Regions from separate parts of the Zea mays genome. Here region 1 is linked to region 2. Evidence: chromatin contacts called from public Hi-C data. All regions are on one chromosome and are shown on one strand. The core of a region is the stretch at or near the end of the contact, and the rest is flanking DNA. Distances in the headings are between cores, read along the strand shown. Region 1 holds the start of LOC100381870 (Putative SAP DNA-binding domain family protein). Region 2 holds the start of LOC100192774 (40S ribosomal protein S9-like).

Region 1 (6,479 bases), core at 682-3,181, 150 kb after region 2:
AGAACTATTGTTATCTTCATCATACATTGACACCTTGTTACCCAAATCAACCTTCAGTTCCAGTTTCTCCTCATCATCGCTAACTGGTGCACGTGTGACAACATCAGTATCCATAGAACCAACGTCTGAAGTTGCAGCTGTGACGACATCAGTATCCATAGGACCAGCAGCATCTGAATTTAAGGCATCTACAGGTGCAGGGGGGAAATCATGTTCTTCAATTTTGCTTGCTTCCGTAGCACCAAACTTGACTTCAGCAGGCGCCAAGTCTGAATTCACATCGATTGCATCATTAACAACAACTGTATCATTGGTGTCAACGTCTGTGGTCTTCTCATGAACAGGCTCATTAGTAATTTCAGTATGCACTTGCACTTCTTCAAATGACATATTTCCTTCAGCAACTGATTCGGGTACTTCTTCGTCTGCTGAGGCCTCTTCAACATCGACACTGGGGGCCCTTCTAGTGGGAGAAATTGTGGATTCCTGACCAGCTTTGGTGGTAGGAACTTCAACTTGCTGAGTGACATGAACCACAGTTTCCTGATGAACTTCCGTAACGGTAACTGTATTTTCCTCGCTAGCATTGGCATCAGGCAACTGATCATCCACATTCACTCCCACATCCTCATCAGCTTCGTCAGCTTCATCAGCTTCTATTTCACTCTGAATGGAGTCAAAGAGTCGCCTTACGAGTTCCTCCTTCAAACCTTTAACAGGAAGCTTCCTTTTACGGAGCTCATCCTTCAAATCAGTAACCCTCCACTGATCAATTGGTCGGTTGTTTAGCACAGGATAAGATGACATGGTGACTGCCAACAGAAATAAACAACCAAATCAGGCCTTACATTATCATATCTCGAAATCACATTGTTTCTTGGTCAAGTCAAAGATTCATTCCATTTGACAAAAAAATATAAACAAACTAATCATCAACTGAAGCCTATGGAGTCCAGTAAATAGCTACATACCTAGATCAACTAATAATGACATTAATATTTGTATCCGAAACAAATAATAATAATCAAATCCGAGTAAAATAAACAAGAAATTCAATTACTGCAAAAACTACAGTTTCTGGACAACTGAACACTAACCATACTATAGAGTTCGTTGCTTACATTCTACTAGTTCTATTATACAGTTTGAGCATAACATAGGGATAAAGTACTAATAGTGAAAGCAATAATTACATGATGTGTTTGGATGAAATATAACTATTCATTCTATATAATACAAAAAATTGTCTTGCCTTCTGACATTTACTGGACAATACAATGGTCATAATGCACAACAAATTGATAAAGAACACAACTGTCAGCCATAAATTATCATAGCTGATGACATAGCCAAGATTGGTCACAAATGGAACACTACACTCCACCGAAGTAGAAAGTATCAAACACCAGCATATCAAATCAAGGCATTTCACTGTATAGGGCACAAAAAGGCACCCCATTAAATCGCAGGATTCCATGAGGAAACTGCAAACGGAGCAAAAATCGAAGAACCTATCCAGATATATCCAAAGGCACCACCCTTATATCCCTCACCATCAAACAAATCACGCGAGGGCGCTGTCGGAAACACAGAAGAGCATCACAGCCAGGGGCGGACCTGGGTGTACACATGGACACCCGATATTTTTTTGCAAAGCAATCGAAGTGAGTAGGAATAATACATGCATAGTTCAGATCCGAATACCAGTACGTTAGGGTTTGGGCGCACGGTTTCGCACAGCAGGGAGGGACAAGGGGAAGGCGTACCTACGAATAGAAGTTAGGGTTTGGGCGCACGGCTTCGCGCCGCAGGAAGGGAAGAACAAAGGGAGGGCATACCTGGTGGTGGTGGTGCTCGTCGCCGGTAAAGGGGGCCGAAGTAGGGCGTTAGCGACGGCCGGCCCAGTCGTGTGGGTGGGTCGGATTGCGCGCAGGCTGGGGGCGATAGAACAAGACAGCAGGGTAGGGTTGCAGCACACACACCTACAAGCAGATCGGATGCGTAAGTACAGTACAGGGCAGGCCTGATCGGCTGAGCCTCAAGCAGAACCAAAAAAAACATTTTTAGAGCCATTAGCAGCAGCAGCAGCAATAATAATAATAATAATAATAATAATAATAATAATAATAATAATAATAATAATAATAATAATAATAATAATAATAATAATAATAATAATAATAATAATAATAATAATAATAATAATAATAATAATAATAATAATAATAATAATAATAATACATGCTAAAGATCGCTCGTCGTACTATAGAAAAAAGTGCACGAGTGAGCTTAAAAATTCTATGTAGGAGTCATGTAAATCGATATGTTTAAAAAAATCTATGTACGAGCACTACCGGAATCAGCTCCTTTGCCGTGTGTTCTAAACACACGGCAAAGGCTATTTTACACTCGGCAAAGCCTTTGTCGAGTGTAACACTCGGCAAAGAACGCTCGGCGAACTGTACATCGGCAACAGCTTCTTTGCCGAGTACTTTTTGTCGAGCACTCGGCAAAGTCTTTGCCGAGTGCCAATTGGCACTCGGCAAAAAAAAGTCACCGTCACGGCGCCAAGTAACGGTGACGGATCCTTTGCCGAGTGCCTACGGCGACACTCGGCAAAGACTGGTCCAGTGGACCCCACAGCTAGTCCCTGTGCCGAGAGCCCTAGTGGCACTCGGCAAAGGAGGTTTCTTTGCCGAGTGTCTGGTGGCCTGGCACTCGGCAAAGAACCCTCCAGTGGGCCCCTTTGCCAGTATCTTTGCCGAGTGTCTTGGCAAAAGCACTCGGCAAAGATGTCTTTGCCGGTTCCCAGGTTTCCTTCTTTGCCGAGTGCCACTGTCAGCACTCGGCAAAGATGTCTTTACCGGTTCCCAGGTTTCCTTCTTTGCCGAGTGCCATGGTCATAGCTCTCGGCAAAGCCACCCTTTGCCGAGTGTAACACTCGGCAAAGTGACCAGGATGTCCCTTTTTTATTTGCTTTTGTTGTTCCATCCAAACAAACAAAAGATATATATCATTCACATCATTCACACCACGAGCCGGCGACGATGGTGGACGCGCGGGTGGCCGGACGACGGTTGCGCGTGGACGGCCGGGCGCAGGGAGTAGCGTAGGCGACCGGGCGGCAGCGGGCCGAGCTCGTGGGAGCCGCCGGACGACCGGGCGGCGGCGGCGGGCCGAGCTCGTGGCAGCCGAGCGGCGGCGGGCGCAGGGAGACGGCTGGGCGGCAGCGGGCGCAGGGAGGCCGGCGGCGGTGGTGGCCGGCCGGCCGGCCGAGCGCGTGGGGGCGGCCGCGGATGGCTTGGTGGCGCTCGGGCGGCGACGGGCAGCGACGGGCGTCGGTGTCACGGACACGGTGGGAAAGTGAACGAAGAAGGAAGGAGAAGAAGAGCCCGCAGGTCGGTATAATTAACTTCTTTGCCGAGTGCCCGCGATCTGGCACTCGGCAAAGATTTTTTTAAAATTAAAAAATATATTTTGCCGAGTGCCCCAGCTAGGACACTCGGCAAAGAAAGATTTGCCGAGTGCTTGTCAGTTGGCACTCGGCAAAGACTAGAATTAGGGTTTTTAAAAAAACTTTGCCGAGAGCCGCACGACAAGCACTCGGCAAAGCTTTCTTTGCCGAGTGTCCTAGCTGGGGCACTCGGCAAAATATATTTAAATTTTTTTTATTTTGTTTATGAAACTTTTTGTGGTATGTTCCTACACTATGTAGACCTACATGTACCATTTTAGAACAATTATAACTGTGTTTTCAATAGCTAGTAGATTTAGTTCGTTTATTTGAATTTCTTCGGAAAATTTAGATTTGAACTGCAAGTCACTCGAAACTTGGAAAACCGTGCATGCAAAAATGATATCCATGCTACTTAGCACAAGTTACGACCGATTTCAGGAGCGGACCGGAAACTTCGAGCAACATGCTCACTAAACATGGCCGTGAACTTGTCATCCACATGTTTAAAAATTGTATAAAACACAAACAAAGTCAGAAAATCATGAAACTTGTCCACGTGTTATGATATCATATGTACAGGCTGCGATAAAAATTTTAGAATGTTTGGAGAAAGGAGTGCGGCACTATGTGTAGAAACCTAAGAGAACTACACATGAAATCATAGAGTTTCAATGTGGATCTCTTAGGTTTGTACACATAGTGTCCCACAACTTTCTCCAAACATTCTAAAATTTTTATCGCAGCCTGTACATATGATATCATGACACGTGGACAAGTTTCAAGATTTTCTGACTTTGTTTGTGTTTTATACAATTTTTAAACATGTAGATGACAAGTTCACGGCCATGTTTAGTGAGCATGTTGCTCGAAGTTTCCGGTCCGCTCATGGAATCGGTCGTAACTTATGCTAAGTAACATGAATATCATTTTTGCATGCACGGTTTTCCAAGTTTCGAGTGACCTGCAGTTCAAATCTAAATTTTCTGAAGTGAAAGTGCATTCATCCCTTTTGTGAGTTTTGGTGATTTGGATAACAACACATTTAAAGGTCTAACGAGTTTGCTAAGTGTTGAACAGGAAATTCAGTACGATGAACATACTTGAATAGTGTATAATGATCAGTGAACAAAGGTTCAACACGAGGTTAAATAACCAATGAGACAATGCAAATGGATATAATATGATCTCTATATTGGTTTGAATATATGGACAAGACCTGAGAAATCACTACATACATATGACCAGAATAGAGGACAAAGTGATTTAGAGGATTGGTCAAGCCAAAGAGAATAAGATATGAGGAATCGTGAATTGGCTTGACCATATTACTGTCAGTCCATATATGCTTCTATGAGAATCAAACTAGAGCTTGATTGATCTTGACAGTTATATCTAGAAGACATTCAAGCAAGGTTCACAATAATGAAGAAATGATTCTCTCAATGGATGCTCAATATGATGTGACTCAAGAATGGCTTGATAGGGTGAAGATAGCAAGGAAAGGGCTTCGAGGAACTAAGCGAAGGTGAAGGCCAAGTGACGGCTTGTAGACCGAGGTACCATGGCTAAAGTGAAGAAGAGAGTACTTGCACTAAGTCGATGAACTAATCAGCTATGAAGAGTTATAACATGTTGATGCATCAGTAAGGTGACTTGAAGCCATGATTTGAACTCATATAAGGTGATATGGTACAAGTCACAGGGTTTGATTTGTGTTTGCTTCAAAAGGTGAGACAAAGATGTTTGTGATCCTTATGAAGCAATTCCATGGAGAAATCACACATGAGACACCAATGACTCAAGGAGTTTACTTCATTATATTTTATTTAACTTGAGTATAGGAATCGTCGTACTATAAAGGGGGATCCAAAAAGAAGGTTGGTGTTTGCCAAAGCTCAAACCTCTCTATTCAAAAGCTATTTTTGAAAAGCAAAAATCTCTTTAACGTTCTATGGTTGACCGTGGTTAGGGTTGAGAAACCTAGAGTGTTCTTGCTGAAAAGCAGCTGAACTTCTTCAACTGCAGCTGAGCTTTCCAGCTGAACTTGACTTCAGCTGAGTTGAGCTTCTTCAGCTGCAGCTGAGCTTTTCAGCTGAGCTGAACTTCAGCTGAGTTGAGCTTTCTCAACTTCAGCTGAACTCAACTTCAGCTGTGAACCTCTTTGACCATACACCAGCTGAACTTGCCTCCGGGCAGTTGAGCTGGGGTTTTCTCTCCTAAACTCTCTGGTCAAGACCAGTTGAACTGGTCCTGAGGGGCAGTTCAGCTGGTCTCTGACCCCTCTGACCTCTGACCAACAGTCTGCAAGTCAGACTGGCAAACAGGTCGCCAGAGGTGTCAGGGGCGGTTCAACCGCCCCCCCTGGGCGGTTCAACCGGTGTTGGTCAACTTTGACCAGTCTGCGGTCAGTCTGCGCGTCAGTCTGCCAGTCAGACTGGCAGACAGGCTGCCAGGCCTGCCAGGGGAGGCTCAACCGCCCTAGGGGGAGGCTCAACCGCCCTCAAACAGAAAAATCGGCCCAACGGCTAGTTTTGAGCTCCAACTATATATACTACCTCCTACCTCTCTCCCCACAGTAGTGAGCACGATTTGAACTCCATTTCTAACTCAAGAAACACCTCCCTCTCTCTCTCACACATCTCTTGCCTCTCCCATTTCAAATCTTTGGAGAGAAATCTTTGAGTGAGCTTGAGAGCTGCGGTTTTGTGCTTCATCTCTAAATCTCTCTTGCTCTTCTTCTTCATTCGAGCTTTGGTACTACATCGAGTTCTTTGTGGATTCATTACTCTTGGAGCTTCTAGCTCCTAGACGTCTAGGTGTCTCTTGTGAGTCTCCAAATCTTGTGGAAGACCACAAGAAAGTTTGTATTACCCGCTCGTTTGAGCAAAGATTATTGTGTGGGCTTGACCTTTGTGGTCGGCAAAGGGAGGATTAGGGTTGAAAGAGACCCGGCTCTTTGTGGGCGCCTCAACGAGGAAGTAGGGCACCTTTTGTGGTGTGACCGAACCTCGGGATAAATCTT
Region 2 (6,817 bases), core at 1,108-3,607:
CTAGGTTCTTACAGTAACTGATATCAAGAGTCTGCAGTTGAGAAGGTTCGTTAGATGCCGAAAGCTAGAGACCAATTAGAGCTGACTTTATTATCATTAGATTCCTGACAGAGACAAAGTAAGGAATTTGACTAAGTTTGTTGCAGTTTCTTACCGTGATGCTCTGCATCGTTGGACAATCTGAATCCTGGAATTTACACTAGTCAGCGAGCCGTGACGGCGTTGGCGAGCCCGATGATGGAGGGTGCAAAGATGCCCGACATCCAGTGCTGGCTGGCGACGAAGTTGGCGAGGAAGAGACCCGCCACGAAGCGCAACACGATGAACCCCGAGGGCGACGCTGTGGTGACCGCGATGATCACGACGGTGAGCGCAGCCAGAAGTAGGACTGGGCATTCGGGTATACCCGAAATTTCGGGTCGAGTTGTTCGGGTTTTAAATAATTCGGGTATTCAACAGTCGAACCCGAACTCGACCCGATTTTTTCGGGTACCCGAAAATTCGGGTACCAAAAAATCGGGTTCGGGTTCGGGTAATTTACAGTTACCCGATTAAATAGAGGCATGCTACTATTCCTTGCATCAGGACAGCCCACCTGTGGTAGCTGCTCGACGGCGGCAGTGTCAGGACGGCGCCATGGCAGACCATGGACTGGTGCTCGACGGCGGCAGCTGCTGCTAGTTAGGGTTGGGAAATCCTGGACTGCTGGACCTGGACGGGCAGGACGGTTGGTCGGCTACTCGCCTGGAGCTTTGCCGCATGCCGCCTTGGGCTGTATAATGTTGGCCGTTGCCTACTTGCTTGTTAGCTGTACTGCATGTCCACATGGGCCTTGCGTGGTTGGCTGGTTGTCGATTGGGCCTTGGCTGCTTGACGACTTGAGTGTTTTTCTTGTATTCGGGTACCCATTTATTATTCGGGTACCGGATAACTGAAACCGAAATTTGCTATAAAATTTCGGGTACCGGGAGGTTCTACCCAAATTAGATTTCGGGCTTTTCGGATTCGGGCTTATCGGGTTCGGGTTCGGGTTCGGGTTTTTCGGGATTCGGGTATCGGGTTTTATGCCCAGTCCTAGCCAGAAGGCTAGCGAACCCCGATGCGTGGCGCGAACCGAAATGGTCGTAGGCGGGCCCATGGCAAGCCTGTCGACTAGAGTGGCGGGGAGGGAGCCCACGACGACCAACGGTGTCAGAAGGCGCAGATCCATGGACACGAGTAGCCTGCAGCGCTAGATCTGAGCTTGTCACAGTCCTCCCCTTCCTTCCTACTTTGCGCGCGGTTTGCCAGAGGGCTCCACGAGATCACGCCCTCTAACACTATATGTGTATACATATCTTCAAGATTTCTTAAACCAAACTATTTTTTGTCAAATAAAAAAGTATTCTTATATTCCTTAAGATTTCTTAAACCTCTATGTGTGTATATATATCTTCAAGCTTGAGTTTTAGGCTCTGTTTGGTTGAACTGTGGCTGTGAAAAAAGTAGCAGTAAGCTTTGAAAAAAAGCAGTTGTGAGTTATTAAAAATCATAAAATTGTTTGGTAGAACGCACTAAAAATTGCTAAAAGTTTTTTCATGTATATTTTCATAGTTCCATCTAAAATTCGCTAAAAACAGGTTAAGATGTGTTTTTAGTTTTCCACTACAAGAAAGTCGACTTTTAAAAAAACTGCTTTCTGGATCGAGTCATTTGGTTTGACTTTTAAGGGATAAAAGACAAAACCAAAAGCTAAACCAAACATACCTTTAGACGCTGAGTGCTAAAATAAAATAAAAATAGGGTTTTGCTAAGGATAGGTATGCAAACCTTGCAAATACCTATCCAATCAAAAAATGGGCCAATTAGGCCACGTAAAATGCATAGGGGAGAAAGGCTAACGATTTTGAGTAATCTCTCAATCAGTCATCTGTTGGAGAGCCAAAAGTATGCATACGGTCCATACATATTATATTTTATAACGTGAAGAACAATATAGTCTATCATCTTTTCACTCATTACTTTTTGTTTGGTTTGTTGAATGAATGAGTTAATCTATCACTATTTTATTTTTTATAGAATAATGATTAATAATATATAGAACAATGGTTAATAATAATATGAGGAATGGATTTATTCCATTAAATTTATGAAATGAACTTATTATACACCAACTTATTTAAAATGGTTTCGAACTAAACACCCTATTAATATGGGTAGACATCTAGTTGTATGCCTACCGAGTTATGCGTGGCCTTGTTGCATAAACTGTACACCGAAGGCCCGTCAGGATAACCAGGCCATCCTAACGCGAAAAGGCCCACAGAGGATGTCCAATACAACCTTAAGCGCTAGGGTTAGGTTTTAGCTCCTCCTATATAAGAACGCCACGTCTACGATCTCCTTGCCACACCCCTCACAAACCACAAACACATCTCGCGGCGGCGGCGGCGGCAGAGACAGGCGGCGGCCGCCGAGCGGCGTGGGCAGCGTCATCCATGGTGCACGTGAACTTCTATCGCAACTGTAAGCTACCCGCTGGCTCCCTATTGGTTGTTCCCCCCGTTTGATCTTATTCCGTAATGGCGGTAGGATCTAATGTTGAGGACCAGCTGAAAATATCGCACTGTATTTTTAATCTAGAGTTTGGTGGTCTGAGTGCTTAACTGTAGCTGGTTAGTCTGTTCGTTTATTTATCATCATCAATATAGAAACTTTAAAGCAACGCTTCATTCTTCATTTACAATGCTCGCCAAGCTGTTGTGTTTGGGATTTTATGATATAAGTATTCTTTCCTGAATTGCATTCATAAACAGACAAACATTAGACTTGGATAAGAAACGAATCGATGGATTGTGATTGTGGTGCTATTATTTTGGAGTGTTGTGTTTGTGCATTTTAGCTGATGACCAGTATATCGTCATTATTTATTTCGCTCATTCCAATAATCTGTGACACAGATGGTAAGACTTTCAAGAAGCCAAGGCGGCCTTATGAGAAGGAGCGCCTTGATGCTGAGTTGAAATTAGTGGGTGAATATGGCCTGAGGTGCAAGCGTGAGCTGTGGCGTGTGCAGTATGCCCTCAGCCGCATCCGAAATGCTGCAAGGGAGCTGCTCACCCTTGATGAGAAGAACCCCCGTCGTATCTTTGAGGGCGAGGCACTCCTGCGCCGCATGAACCGCTATGGTCTTCTCGGTGAGGGCCAGAACAAGCTTGACTATGTGCTTGCACTCACCGTTGAGAACTTTCTGCAGCGCCGCCTTCAGACCATTGTCTTCAAGAATGGCATGGCGAAGTCCATTCATCATGCTCGTGTGCTCATCAGGCAACGCCACATTAGGTACAAACAATAAGATTTGTTCCCCTGAAGATTATGTTTTTGTGATATGATGGTTAACTAGTAACACATTTACTTAAACAAAGCTAATGCCATGGGATGTGTAGTATTTACACCTGTATTTTACTGGATAACTTTTTCTTACAAGGTTGTGGGTGTATATAAGTTTGTGTGAGCACACTGTTTTATAAGTGCTGTTGTCAATTAAACTATCTATCTTCCTGTTTATGTTCTGGGGCATATGATGAGAAACTTTATGCAACTCACGACGGTCGTCTGAGACACTTTGTGTGTAATGTTGCAGTCATATTTTCTCTGATGCTCCCTTTTTCTTTGTTTCTGAGACATTTAATATTTTTGTGTTTCTTCATTTGTTTACATTTTACACTTTCTTGTGAGGTGCAGTTGTTATATTAGGTGGCACAGTGAGGAACTAATTTTGCTAATGTATCTATGAGGTCAAAAGGCCAGTGAATCAAATGTCCTTTTCATTCTGAGTGCCAATATGATTTTTGCTGCAAACAGTTCTTGATGCGAGAACTAGGCTAGACTTAGTGACTCCGTCAACCTGTTGGTTTATGATGTCAAGTTTATTTGTTATCTCTACCAGATATTGCTATGGTAATGCACAGAAACTTAGTGACTCCATCACCATGAGTCTCGCTGCATAACTAGTTCAGATGTATGATGCATTGAAGTTACTTGGTTTTAATGCAAATACATCAACATGATTGATTTGTGTTCACTCTTTGGAATCCACACCAATGTGTGATTTCGTTAAATTGTGCCTGTTGGTGCTTATGATACTTTTTTTCTGTTCTGGATGCATGGATTTTCAAATTGCATGTTCAAAAGCATACATTATTTTCTCTCAGCAATTTCACCTCAATGTAACTCTTCCATTTCTGCAGAGTTGGGAGGCAACTTGTCAACATTCCCTCATTCATGGTGAGAGTTGACTCAGAGAAGCACATCGACTTCTCTCTTACCAGCCCACTTGGTGGTGGAGAACCTGGAAGGGTGAAGAGAAAGAACCAAAAGAAGGCTTCTGGTGGAGGCGGTGACGACGAAGAGGAAGAGTGATCATGTGATGCTAGCTCCTTCGTTTTGTTAGGGACCTAATTTTGTTACATGAAAACAAAAAGTTGGCTGCCGAGGTTTCTGAAAAATTGCAATTTAAAATTTTGAGAACTGTAATTGCTAAGACTCTTCATTGCCGAAGTTGTTTATCCGATGAACACATGTTAATTCAGTGAGCTTGCACTGCTGCTTACATGAGATCACTTTCTGTCAGGAAGATATTAGTGTGTACTCCGATATATAGATCTGGGATATGTTGTTTCGAAGTATTTTATTTATATATAGCTACGCACTCGACATGTTGTATTCTTAATCTGTGTTAAAATTCTAAAGACAGGTGGAGTATTCGTTGCAAATTGTAAGCTAACATCTTAGTTGATTGGCCTGATTTCCTTCTGAATAAATAACACGGTTTTTAAATTTGTACCCTTAGTTTTGCCAACTTTCTAATTTTTATCTTTTTTTTCTCAGTTTTGCTCTTATGATCTATAGCACTAGAAGAGCAAAATTGAGAAAAAAACACGAATAAGGGTAAAAATGAGGTTATCAGCAAACCCAAAAGATCACGATGGAACAGAGACATTTTGGACATAAAGTTGTCAATTGAAAGTGGCATGAGCCTGTATTCATCTAAGACATTATTCAATGGCTGAAATGTTAACTTGGATAGTTGGATGAACCGAACCACAAGTTCCAGGCAAAATAGCTTTTTCTACTTTGATGAAGAACTTGTAGATGATGTAGTGCTTGTAGAGCTAGCTGGCCAGGGCGGTATACATCGGCTGGGAAGCCGCCGGCTCGTACATGGCGCCGCTCTTGCCATCGGCGCGTGCTTGAGAAAGTTCCCCGTGTTGAACTGCAGGCTCGGCTGGTCCGGCCATAGCTCCCCATGATGCGTCCGAAGTCACCTTCCACATGTGACACGCCCTGCGCCCCTATTCGTTGTTTATTCCATTTGTCCCATGATGCTCTCATTGACAATAGACAACAAGCAGTCTAGAACCTTTAACTTGTCTGGATCAATAAGACGGCAGATTGTGTATTCCATTTGTTCTATTGTAGTCCATGTAGTGTTAAATGTTTTCCATACCATGGGCACAATTTTGATCAAGGTCAAGGTGTGTCTTACTTCTAAATTCTAATTAGAGGCACAACTAACTGGCATCCTAATTTTCCACTGTTCTGGATGTTTATTTAATAGGGCTGAGACTTCATGCACTTAACAATGCAGACCATTTTTTTTTGACTTTGTAGGCTGGCTATTATGAACTAACAAAGGATTGTATACTTCAAAGTTCAAACGAATGAACTGCTAAGTTACTTGCAGTTTTAGTAAAGCTTAGAAGGCCGGTAGAAACAAAACAGCATGTGGTAAGCAAAAATGTAATAGAGAAAAAGTTTATAGAAAAAAATTGGCCAGTACAGGGCCAACGGTATTAGTATATTAAAAAAAAGCTTAATCATTGTCTAGATCGAGAAAGGTCATGAAAGCTGTCTCCCGTGCAGGATGAGAGTCCGCCACCTCCTATAGATCTCAGGTTGTTCACTTCATATTAAAATCAGCTGTTCGAACTGCTGCAGCTACAATCCATAAAGACCAGTAGAAGCCGGTACGGATTGAAGCCAAACGAACATGTTTAGATTCAGATTTTATATTAACTTCTAGATGCAAGTTATTTTAACACTATGGGTCCTAAGTTCGACCGACAAAATAGAAGGGAAAAAGCTAGGCAGGAGAATCAATTCGCTCTTAAATATTACTCACTCCATCATAAAATAAATGCATATCCCGCATTCTAAGAGATCAATCAATTTTAAATTTACGCACACGCACTCTATCGGTCACATAAAGTGATGAATAAATTTGTGCATCACCTAGATCTACTATCTAATTGAGCTAATTAACCAGCCGTTCAGCTGGTTCCAATTAATCTGCTTATTGAATCTGTTCACATCTATTAAATTAGGGTGACGGTTTCAATCATTTCATTAATAATTTCAGTCATTTTACTACAGTTTCATACATTCCGTTAGTTTCAGTTGTTTTATTACAGTCTCATCCATTCACTTTTTAGCCATTCAGTTACAGTTTCAGTCATTCTATTACAGTTTCAATAATTTCATTAACATTAACGTTAAAGTTTCAATCATTCTAGTACAATCTGTCATTCACTCATTTATCTGTTTCGTTATAATTTAAGTTATTCCGTTATAGTTTCAGTCATTCCGTTACTGTTACAGTTTCAGTCGTCCGGTCAAAACGGGGAGGGGGCGTGTGAGGGTAGTGTGCGGTGGATGGTTGCAACACGTAGGTTGATTGGGGTGCGGTGGTTAGCACTGGCATGCGGGGATGAGTCAGACACGCAAGATCAATTATGTTTGGTCCAAGAAATCTCCGGTCCATCACCCTAGGTTATGA

Evidence for each region. A called contact is a pair of places that touch in the nucleus more often than the background predicts.
Region 1: a contact with region 2 is called in a Hi-C map of leaf, with 6 times the contacts expected there. The contact joins the promoter of LOC100381870 here to the promoter of LOC100192774 in region 2. A contact is called at or near these places in 4 of 25 Hi-C or Micro-C datasets (bundle sheath, ear, leaf and 1 more).

Annotation. Positions count from the first base shown.
Region 1 is chr9:125,134,793-125,141,271 of Zm-B73-REFERENCE-NAM-5.0, forward strand. It overlaps LOC100381870 (Putative SAP DNA-binding domain family protein), which reads right to left and starts at 1,932. Exons shown (of 6, transcript NM_001174655.2): 1 at 1,839-1,932; 2 at 1-812. The coding sequence starts at 807.
Region 2 is chr9:124,983,099-124,989,915 of Zm-B73-REFERENCE-NAM-5.0, forward strand. It overlaps LOC100192774 (40S ribosomal protein S9-like), which reads left to right and starts at 2,358. Exons shown (of 3, transcript NM_001137970.2): 1 at 2,358-2,505; 2 at 2,940-3,321; 3 at 4,230-4,672. The coding sequence starts at 2,478. The coding sequence ends at 4,401. LOC111590203 (small nucleolar RNA Z161/Z228) reads left to right here and starts at 3,553; the gene lies at 3,553-3,642. It overlaps LOC103638997, which reads right to left and starts at 823. Exons shown (of 4, transcript XR_559158.4): 1 at 596-823; 2 at 1-340. LOC111590204 (small nucleolar RNA Z162) reads left to right here and starts at 3,735; the gene lies at 3,735-3,822.